3 separate regions of the Zea mays genome follow, and regions 1 and 2 are each linked to region 3. The links are chromatin contacts, called in public Hi-C maps. All regions are on one chromosome and are shown on one strand. Each heading gives the region's core, a stretch centred on a gene start, on an enhancer-like site or on the middle of the called end of the contact. The rest is flanking DNA. Distances are from core to core; before and after follow the strand shown.

Region 1 (3,244 bases), core at 117-2,616, 290 kb after region 3:
AGCACGGCACCATGAGAATGACGCCGACAAGAAACTTCTGTTCCTGAAAGAGCATAATGCGGCAAGAATGAGTGAAAATACCAAGTCAGACACGGTTCAAACAATGTATCACATTGATTTATTTAAACACTAAGCAACACTGATAACGATCCACAACCTCTGGGTTTTTGTAGGCTGACAGATGATTGAACAGCAAGTACAGGGACAGCGAGACGGAGATGATAACAAAAACCCCGGCGATGAGGGTAGCCCAGAGAGGTGGTGTATAGCTTCCAATAACCGCAAGCAATTGCTTGGCCAACTCCACCGCCATCCCTTCTCACTGCCCCCCTTAACTGGTCTTCAATGATTATGCCCCGTTTGGAATGAAATCTGTTGCAGGGTATGGTTCATAGAGGATCATAATAAGTGAGACAGAGACTGGAGCTCTTGCTCTTCCCTTGTTGAGCGGCACGGCAGTACCTAAAATTCTGTTGTTCCACTTGATACTTTGGTCTCTCTTCCTGCAAACACCATATATATAAAAGAGATAAAGATGAGGAGGACGCAAGGGCAAATCTTGAAGGGGCAGCAGAATTGAACTCGTAAAGACCGCACATGAATGAAGCAGAAATAACGTTGCTTTGCACCCAACCCCGATCAAAGATTTGAAGGGGGCTACTGGGAAATCTGGAACTGGAAAAAATATTAAAGGGGCAATAGGTGAGCTTCTGTAAATCTGGGAGTTTTCCGCCAAGAAACGATCTTCGATCCAAAATAGCCCCTAAAAGGAAACCTGAGCAAGCTCGAGCAGCCGGATCACCCATGGCGACGTCGGACGTCGCACTAATGGATGACCCCACGGCGGTGGGCGGCCGTGTCTTCGTCAAATTGCCAACCCACTTCTCCCTCACCGTCACCGCCGGAAAACTTGACGAAGGGAGGATCCAAAACAGAACTAAAGGAAAGGATACAAACCTAGAGAATCGGATCTGAGCCGGAGCAAACCAATGCAGGAGGGATCAACGAAAACCGACCAGAGGGAGAGCAAGACTCCGCAAACAGAGAGCCCAATCAACCGGCGCACAAGAAAAAACGAGCTTTGCCTGCCTAGGATTAATTGGGGTTGGAAGAGAACCATGGGGAGCGTGGGGCTTGATTACATTTACATACAGAGGATTAGGTGGCGGAATCGTACTTGTCAGGGAGACAGGGACGGCGGGGAGAGAAATTGTTTCTCCTGCACCACATGCTCGCAACGTCTCTGGTTTTGTTTGCAGTCGCTGTCTGTCTGGTCGGGTCAACCAGGAACTCTCGCTCTCTCTGGGCTGGCCCTCTTTTTTTTCCTGTGCTCTTGCCTTCGTTCTCTGGCAACTCCAGATCGTAGCCCCCAATTCAAATTTGGATCTTGAAAATTAAACTAGAACACAAAAGGTGATTTGGTATGCAGTTTGCATTTTACTAAAAAAACAACACAATGCGTCGAAAACATACAGACTAATAAAAACAAAAGGTGTATTAAGCATGGATGGTTGTATTTAGAGACGCGGTGGCTGTCAAAGTGACTCCATTGTACAATGGGGATCAAAGTTGTTTGATTGGAGGCATGGAGTTGAGACGATCTGGAAGATCATGTGGAGGACTTGAGAGATGGACTTCCATGGCAATGGGCGGATTTAACTCAATTCAAGATAGGTGATATATTTTTTCCCCCGATAAGGGCAAGAGATTGTATATATAATTTCAAGACGCCAGGGGCGAATAAAATTTAAGAGCTTGCTGCTGAGAGTATTTTGTCTAATACTCCATCGTTCTTAAATACTACCTCCAATTTTTTTTTTTGTCGTCGAAAAGTCAAAAATGAATTGGTGAGCGTCATATATAAAAAACTAGAGGTAGTATATGACACCGTTGACTTTTTAAAAAAAATTAACCACTTATTTTATTCAAAAATGTAAAATTTTAAAAAAACAACCACTTATTTTATTCAAAATATTTATTTAAAAATGTAAAATTTTAAGTCACGTTCAAACAACCTCAACTGATAAATAAAATAAATGATACTTCACATTTTTTTGTTGAAGTTTAAAAAAATCAATAACCTCACGCCTGAAATGCAAGGTGGTCATGGTCATAGTAGTAAACCAGCTACTACAAGCTCACTTCAGAGCCATTCACGTTTCACACTGCAAGGTGTTGTTAATTGCGGATGTAAAGTTCATAACCCAAAAAAAAGTCCATGATATCAAGAAAAAGACAAAAAAAGTGATAATAACAATACAAATTTAATTACCAGGAACTAATGGGCATGAGACACGGCTTCATGTTTGACGCATCTACTGTCTAGGTCGATAACCGCGTTGAGTGAATACTGGCAAGTCAGACAACAATTTCAGCAGATCCACATAATCAATGTTTATTTTTCAAAACGCAGAGGTGTCACATGACATGAGTAAAGAATGATGGCCAGGATACAACAAATGAAATTCCAATCGATATAATTGGAAAAAAAAACCCTAAACAACACAAACACTGTTTCATTAATGTTAAGTTATTGAACTAACAAACAACACACCAACCCAGCCCCACCAAATATTTGCTGCAACAGCCGTTGCATATATTCAGATAGATCCCACTTCTGTAGTTTAGTCGAAGCAGCCTATATATACACCTCTTTCCATGGAAGTAGTTAAGAGTGTGTATAGTTCAAGCTTAGGTTCAGGCATCCAGCAAGAAAGTTGCGGGTTCCGATTTCGCAGCATAGCTATATCTAGAAGTGTTGTACTTTCTATGGACCCCTGTAAGTTTCCCATGAGCTGCTCTTTGGTGCAGTTCAACCATCATCCTAGAGCAAACCCTGCAACATAGAAGGGGCCATGTAACTGTAAGCACAAGCTGAAAAAAGATATGCCTTTTGTAGTATATAAAGAGTAGGGGAGGTATAACTACATTAGATGTTCTTCTGAATATTTTGTGTGCAGCTCACAGCATTTGTTCCAGGACTTGAACCCATTTATGGTGCATTGAGCGGTGTAGATGGCAGCGGCTGCTAGCATAGACGGGCAGAACTGGAGCATCTCATATTCGACAAGACTCAACTCGATCATGAAGAAAGACAGGAGTTCGAGCTGTCCAGTAGTACAAAGGTTTTGTCAGGGTTTTATGATTTATTTATCACAGAATATGTATTACTAGTATCTTACCTTCTTCTCTGATTGTGCTGCCTTTAGAAACCTTCTCATGAAACAGTATGGAGTCGGCACCG
Region 2 (2,968 bases), core at 2-2,501, 300 kb before region 3:
CTGGTATATATAGATACATAACCTAGTGTAGACAGACAGGTAGGTATAGTAGAGGATGTCGTCCAAGAAGCTGTACAGTACGTACGTAGGGTCCTAGCTAGCTGGTGCAGGGCAAGTGCACAGCAGCAATAAAAGCTACGTACGTACTCGTAGGCTGCTCTTGTACAAAGAACAGAAGAGCTACGGACGGGATCGATGCATGCATGGACCATTCGGAACGATGCATGGTATGGACCATTCGAACAGCAGCAGCAGGCCATGGGTATATACATGGGTATATATACTCCGCGCTAACAAACACCGAGGAAATGCTGTCTAACTGCTCGACACAAGTTGGGGCTCAGAAAGGCCCACGAGGCGAGAGAGAGAGGCAGAGGACACGTACGTGTACGTGGGCCTCCAACGGGTGAGCCCACCCACCCGCCTGCATGCCAATTGCCAATGCAGGAGCCAGGGATGCGCAGGGAAACTGATACGGGCGAGCCGCTGCCGCCCCAGAAGCCGTTTTCGACGCATTTGTGGGGTCAAACCTGCGGGCCCCGCACACGGGATCTTCTGTTCTGAGGCCGGGGCCTCGTCATCATATCATTCTCCCAGCTTGGCCGTCTTCGTTTTCCCGAGATTGATTGAGTATTAAGAAATGTTTGCCACAGAAATCAATCCATTCGATTCAGCTGCCGTGGCATGGCATGACAGCGAGGATGAAGGGGAGGAACTCCATGGCTTGGCTTTCATCAGTGTGGGCGTGGGCGTGGGCGTGGCCAAGAGTTTCTGTCATCTCTGAATATATGCCATCAAGAGTTCAGTCTCAGTCAGTCATGAGCGTTGGAGCTTTCAAAGCCTGCCTGTGCCCGCTAATTACTCAGTCAGTAGATTAAAGGGCATCATCACACACTATCACAGGGCAGAGAGCTTTACCCGACGCCCAGGACGAATCCTCCTGGAGCCTAGCACTGTCATTATGCCCTAGCTAGGCCAGGCCTAGGGTTCACAGGTCGCAATACAACAAAAAACCAGATTGGGGGCCTCACTGCATTCTACTGCTGCGACTAGTACGGTACACACCACAGATAAATCAGCAGCAAGTTCCATGGATTAATGTAGTACTACTACGTATTTGTTACTAGCAGCCTACTACCTTAATGGCAACTGTTTACCATTTATCAAAGGGAATAATTGTCCCCCCCTTTCATTCCCCGTATCTTAATCCCCCGTTGTCCGTCTCCTCCCTCCACCGCAGGCACACACACCTCCCTTTTTCATTCGAGTTCGAGGAGAAGGCGGCGGATGCGGCCATGGAGCTCGACGAGCAGGCCTTCCTGGAGGAGATCCTCTCCCTGCGCAGGGACGCCTGGGACTGCAATGTGTCCATGGGGGACCTCTTCGCCCCGGCGGCGGCCGCCGCCATTGACTGCTCCTTCCACAACCAGCAGGCGCCCACCGTCAGCGTCCTCCCCACCTTCACCGCCTCCTGCGCCGAGCCGCCGGCCTTCGACTGCCTCAGCGAGGTCTACGGCGCCGCCGCCGCGTTCGGCGGGCCCAATGCCGGCGACGAGATGGCGTTCCTCCACGTCGCGGAGCCCAAGGAGGCGCTGCAGCTGGACAACAACGCCGGCCTCGGGGTGTGCAAGGTGGAGCCCGGCCTGGTGGAGAGCGACGGCGGCGGCGCCGCCGCGCCGACGCCCGCCCCTGCGGCGTCCAAGAAGAAGAGGGTCGAGGGGATGCCGTCCAAGAACCTCATGGCCGAGCGCCGCCGCCGCAAGCGCCTCAACGACCGCCTCTCCATGCTGCGCTCCGTCGTGCCCAAGATCAGCAAGGTGAGAAGGACAAAGAGGGGGGGGGGGGGGGGGGGGGGGGGGGGGGGATCTCTCCTTTTTTCTTGGTTCTTTGTCCACCTCGTCGGACAAGAAAACAGCAAACACGCAATCAGTATGTCTATCTACGGCGTCGGCGGCTGGGCTGATGACTGATGAGATACGAAATGCGCGTGGTGGGTGCACAGATGGACCGGACGTCGATCCTGGGCGACACGATCGACTACATGAAGGAGCTGCTGGAGAGGATCAAGCTGCTGCAGGAGGAGATCGAGCAGCAGGGGGAGGCGCCGGCGGGCATGCTCAGCGTCTTCCGGGAGCTCAACCCCAACGAGATGGTGGCCAGGAACACCCCCAAGGTACGATTCTATCTTGTGGCTGGCCGCGATTGGGGGAAGGGGAATGCGAGGCGCGGCTGAGACGCTGATGCTGATGCTGATGCTGCGTCCTCGTGCAGTTGGACGTGGAGCGGAAGGAGGGCGCCGACACCCGGGTGGAGATCTACTGCGGCGCCAGCGCCAGGCCGGGGCTGCTGCTGTCCACGGTGAGCACGCTGGACGCGCTAGGGCTGGACATCCAGCAGTGCGTCGTCAGCTGCTTCAACGACTTCGGCATGCACGCCTCCTGCTCCGAGGTAGTCACCACCGTGACCGCTGCCTGCCCACACACACAATACATTGGTTCTAGATCTGCCAGACTCCCTTCGTCCTCAAATTAATTGGACGCGATGCAGTGCAAACAAGTTTTGCTCCTTGAATGTGGTTGCCTGACTGACTGACAGGGGGGACAATGACATCGCAGATGCAGAGGGACATGATCAGCGCCGACGCGATAAAGCAGGAGCTGTTGAAGACCGCTGGATATGGCGGAGGCTGCATGTAGAGGGCATGGCGCGGCTGTAGGAAGGAGAAGAAGAGGAGGAGCCGGAGCAGGAGGAGGCGGCAATAAATTAAGCTCTATTAAACAGCGCTAGTAGCAAGGAGCAGCAGCAGTATCGGTTCAGACTTCAGGTCCAGTAGCTGAAAAGGCAGGCAGGGCATGAGGCCAGTGAAGATATGGCATGGGGGACCTTTTTGCAATCCATTCTCCCCATCAGAACCCACTTCGAGTTAGCAGTGTGTGTCCGCCACTCCGCCTGAATCTTTCTCCTATAT
Region 3 (3,233 bases), core at 7-2,506:
TTTTTTCTAATCCCATGTAATCCGACTAAGGCCTTAAGGGGCAGCCAACTGCCAAATATGTAGCACCATTTCCACTAACGAAATCTTATAACACTCTAAGAAGATGAGCGTTTCCAGCATCCACGTTAACTTTTGCAAATATTCAAAAAAAGTTTTCTCTGTGTTTGTCAATTTCCAAGCAAGGAAGTACCCTTTGCTAGACTAACTGCATTAATGTCACTTAATCAATGCAAGTATCTTCAGTGGCAGGTGGCAAGGGCCCTAAGCAGGTCTATAAATAAGTTCCTCAATACTACTAGTAGTTCAGAAGCATATCAACTGCTAGCTAAGCACAAATTTACAGGCTAGTAGTGGCAGGAGTTCATCACTGACCTCAAGAATCTTGACGCGTCCGGCAACATCTGGCCTGTCAACGGTGACCTGCCTATCAAATCTCCCTGGTCGTAGGAGCGCGGAGTCCAGCACATCGGGCCTGTTGGTGGCGGCAAGCACAATGACACCGCTGTTGCCAGCGAAGCCATCCATCTCCGTCAAGAGCTGGTTAATGGTCTGCTCTCTCTCGTCATTACCCCCACCAAGTCCGGCACCGCGCTGCCTTCCAACGGCATCAATCTCATCAATGAAGACAATGCAGGGCGCCTTGGCCTTGGCCTTCTCGAAGAGGTCGCGCACCCTGGAGGCACCGACACCGACGAAGAGCTCGACGAACTCAGAGGCAGCGCAGGAGAAGAAGGGCACCCCGGCCTCCCCAGCGACGGCACGCGCAAGGAGGGTCTTCCCGGTCCCAGGCGGGCCGACGAGGAGACAACCCTTGGGGATCTTGGCTCCGAGCGCGGTGTACTTGTCGGGGTTCTTGAGGAAATCCACGACCTCCTGCAGCTCGAGCTTGGCCTGGTCCGCGCCGGCAACGTCGAGGAAGGTGACACCCGTCTCAGGCACCTCCTGGAACTTGCTCTTGGAGCGGCCGAAGTCCATGGGCCCGCCGAGGCCACCAGGCCCGGCGCCGGGCCCGCCCTGCGCGCGGCGGAAGAGGAAGAAGAGGCCAGCGAACGCGATAAAAGGGAAGAGGAGGTTGCCGACGAAGGCGACGAAGCCGCCCGGGCCCGCCGACTCGCCCTCGGAGACGGAGATGTCGACGCCGTTGGTGGCGAGGATGTCTATGAGGTCGGGGTCGTTGGGGACGACGACGGTGGCGCGGCGGCCGTCGACGGCGGTGAGCTGGAGCAGACCGCCGTCCTTGGAAAAGCGCACGCGCTCGACCTTGCCGCGCTTGACGGCGGAGAGGAACTCGCTGTAGCGCCACTGAGCGCCCTCGGGGAGGTCGGAGGCCGCGGCGGAGGGCTTGGGGGCCGTGAGGAGGGAGCTGGAGAAGGGGTTGACTGTCGGGGTGGGCGCCTCGGCCTGGAGCTCCGGCGCCGGCGCGGGGGTTGGGGCGGGGGCAGGCGCCGGCGCGTCGGCGGCGAGCGCGGGCGAGGCCGCGAGCGCCAGGAGCGCCGCCGATGCGGGAAGGGGCTTGGCGAGAGGGAGCCGCGGCGGGCGGAGGGAGGAAGGCTTGGGCTTTGGGAGCGAGGCGGTGATTAGGAGGTGGGAGGCGGACACCGACGGCGGCGCCATGGTTGATGGGTAGTTCTTGGGGGGCTGGGTGGGTGAGGTAGTGATGAGGTGAGGTGGTGTGAGGCGGGACCTGGAGAAAGGGGAGAACTTGGGGAGATGAGATATAGGGCCATAGGGGAAGGGAAGGGAGCGATGGTTTGCCGCTTGACGTGGAGACGATGATGGCCATAGATGGCGTTCTGCTATCTCCTATCTTGAGGCAGGGAAAGCGCGACTTGTACAGTCACCTGTTCAGTTTGCACTCCCAAGAACCATCCACAAATATTTGGCCTTGGCCACCACACCAAGTTCTTCTCCTCAAATCCAACGCCTCAAACAGAAACTAAAAACTTGAGGTTTCATAATTTTTGGATTGGTATATGTACTGCGCTTAAGGTTTGTTTCAGCCTGTAAATTATATAATCTGGATTATATATGAGATCAAATAATCTATTATATAATCTAGATTAAATACTCTAGGTGTCTGTTGTGTAATATAGAAATTTGATTATTGATTCAGGGTGTGTTTGGTTTGGCTTTGGCTTTGGCTTTTGCACCCTAAAAACCAAAAGTCAATCAAAGAACTGGATCAAGTAAGCAGTTTTTTTTAAAAGCCGACTTTCTTGCAGTGCAAATCTGAAAGCACCACTGAACCTGTTTTTAGTGGCTTTTCGGATGGAACTGTAAAAACATATATCGAAAAACTTTTAACGACTTTTAATGGTTTCCATCAAACAGTTTTTAGCTTTTTAACAACTCACATACTACAACAACTTTTTTTGACAGCTCACAGCCCACAACAATTTTTTTCACAGCTTACAGCTTACAACAACTTTTTTCACTGCCACAGCTCAACCAAACGAACCCTCAGTTATGTGTTGTGGGGCATGAGCAAGAAAAAATAGATAAAACATTTTTTAAGTAGCAATAGTGGGTAATTTCTCTTGAAATTGTAATGGTCATGGGTAGGTCTTTTACCGAATAAGTTGAAATAAGCATATATTGAAGATCAGCTTATGGGATTTTTAAACGAGATTTTATTCCACTTTTATGGAGTTTATCATCCACACACCTCACATCAGTGAATGTCAATAACCTGACTAACTAAAGGGACCAGACCTTGCTAACTGAATTTATGGAGTGAATCGTGAGATTGAGAACTAAAGGTAAATGTACATGAGACTCGTGGATTTAGATAGATCTGGGCTCCCAATATGAGATAATATCATGGGTCTTATATGTTGGTGTCGATTGCTTATGATATAATGATCTGATGCTCTTACGGGGCTCACACGTCCTCTTTTACTTTTTATAGTCCAAGTAGGGCAATGGCGGAGCTCCATATAATTGATGCCCTTGGCCACTCACAAATCATAATTCAGTGTGTAGCTGGCAGTGCGGTGGCGGCCTTCGGAACCATGGAGGGGAGTATAGGTGTACATTTGGGCTGGGTCTGATGGGTCGGCCCGAAGCACGAAAAAAAAAGCACGACTCAGGTACGGCACGGTACGAAATATTTTAGTGCCTGGTCGGCACGACCCGAGTTTAGGCTGAGGTCGCAGCCCATGAGCGGGCACGAGCACGACCCGTTTAAGGCAGGCACGAAATGGCCCATATAGAGGCACGAAAAGGCCCAAATA

The links. Hi-C and Micro-C count contacts between places; a contact is called where the count stands out from the background.
Region 1: a Hi-C map of endosperm shows a contact between it and region 3, with 3 times the contacts expected there. The contact joins the promoter of LOC100502274 here to the promoter of LOC100502422 in region 3. A contact is called at or near these places in 4 of 25 Hi-C or Micro-C datasets (bundle sheath, ear, endosperm and 1 more).
Region 2: a Hi-C map of root tip shows a contact between it and region 3, with 6 times the contacts expected there. The contact joins the promoter of LOC100276548 here to the promoter of LOC100502422 in region 3. A contact is called at or near these places in 8 of 25 Hi-C or Micro-C datasets (bundle sheath, ear, endosperm and 3 more).

What each region holds. Positions count from the first base shown.
Region 1 is chr6:92,284,154-92,287,397 of Zm-B73-REFERENCE-NAM-5.0, reverse strand. It overlaps LOC100502274 (Protein LAZ1), which reads right to left and starts at 1,366. Exons shown (of 10, transcript XM_035959972.1): 1 at 1,178-1,366; 2 at 463-503; 3 at 158-372; 4 at 1-43. The coding sequence starts at 313. LOC542305 (cyclin 3) reads right to left here. Exons shown (of 11, transcript NM_001363253.1): 9 at 3,183-3,244; 10 at 2,929-3,107; 11 at 2,383-2,836. The coding sequence ends at 2,698.
Region 2 is chr6:92,875,860-92,878,827 of Zm-B73-REFERENCE-NAM-5.0, reverse strand. LOC100276548 reads left to right here and starts at 1,251. Exons shown (of 4, transcript NM_001374062.1): 1 at 1,251-1,817; 2 at 2,003-2,173; 3 at 2,272-2,448; 4 at 2,616-2,968. The coding sequence starts at 1,296. The coding sequence ends at 2,696.
Region 3 is chr6:92,575,493-92,578,725 of Zm-B73-REFERENCE-NAM-5.0, reverse strand. LOC100502422 reads right to left here and starts at 1,256. Exons shown (of 5, transcript NM_001196900.1): 1 at 373-1,256. The coding sequence starts at 975.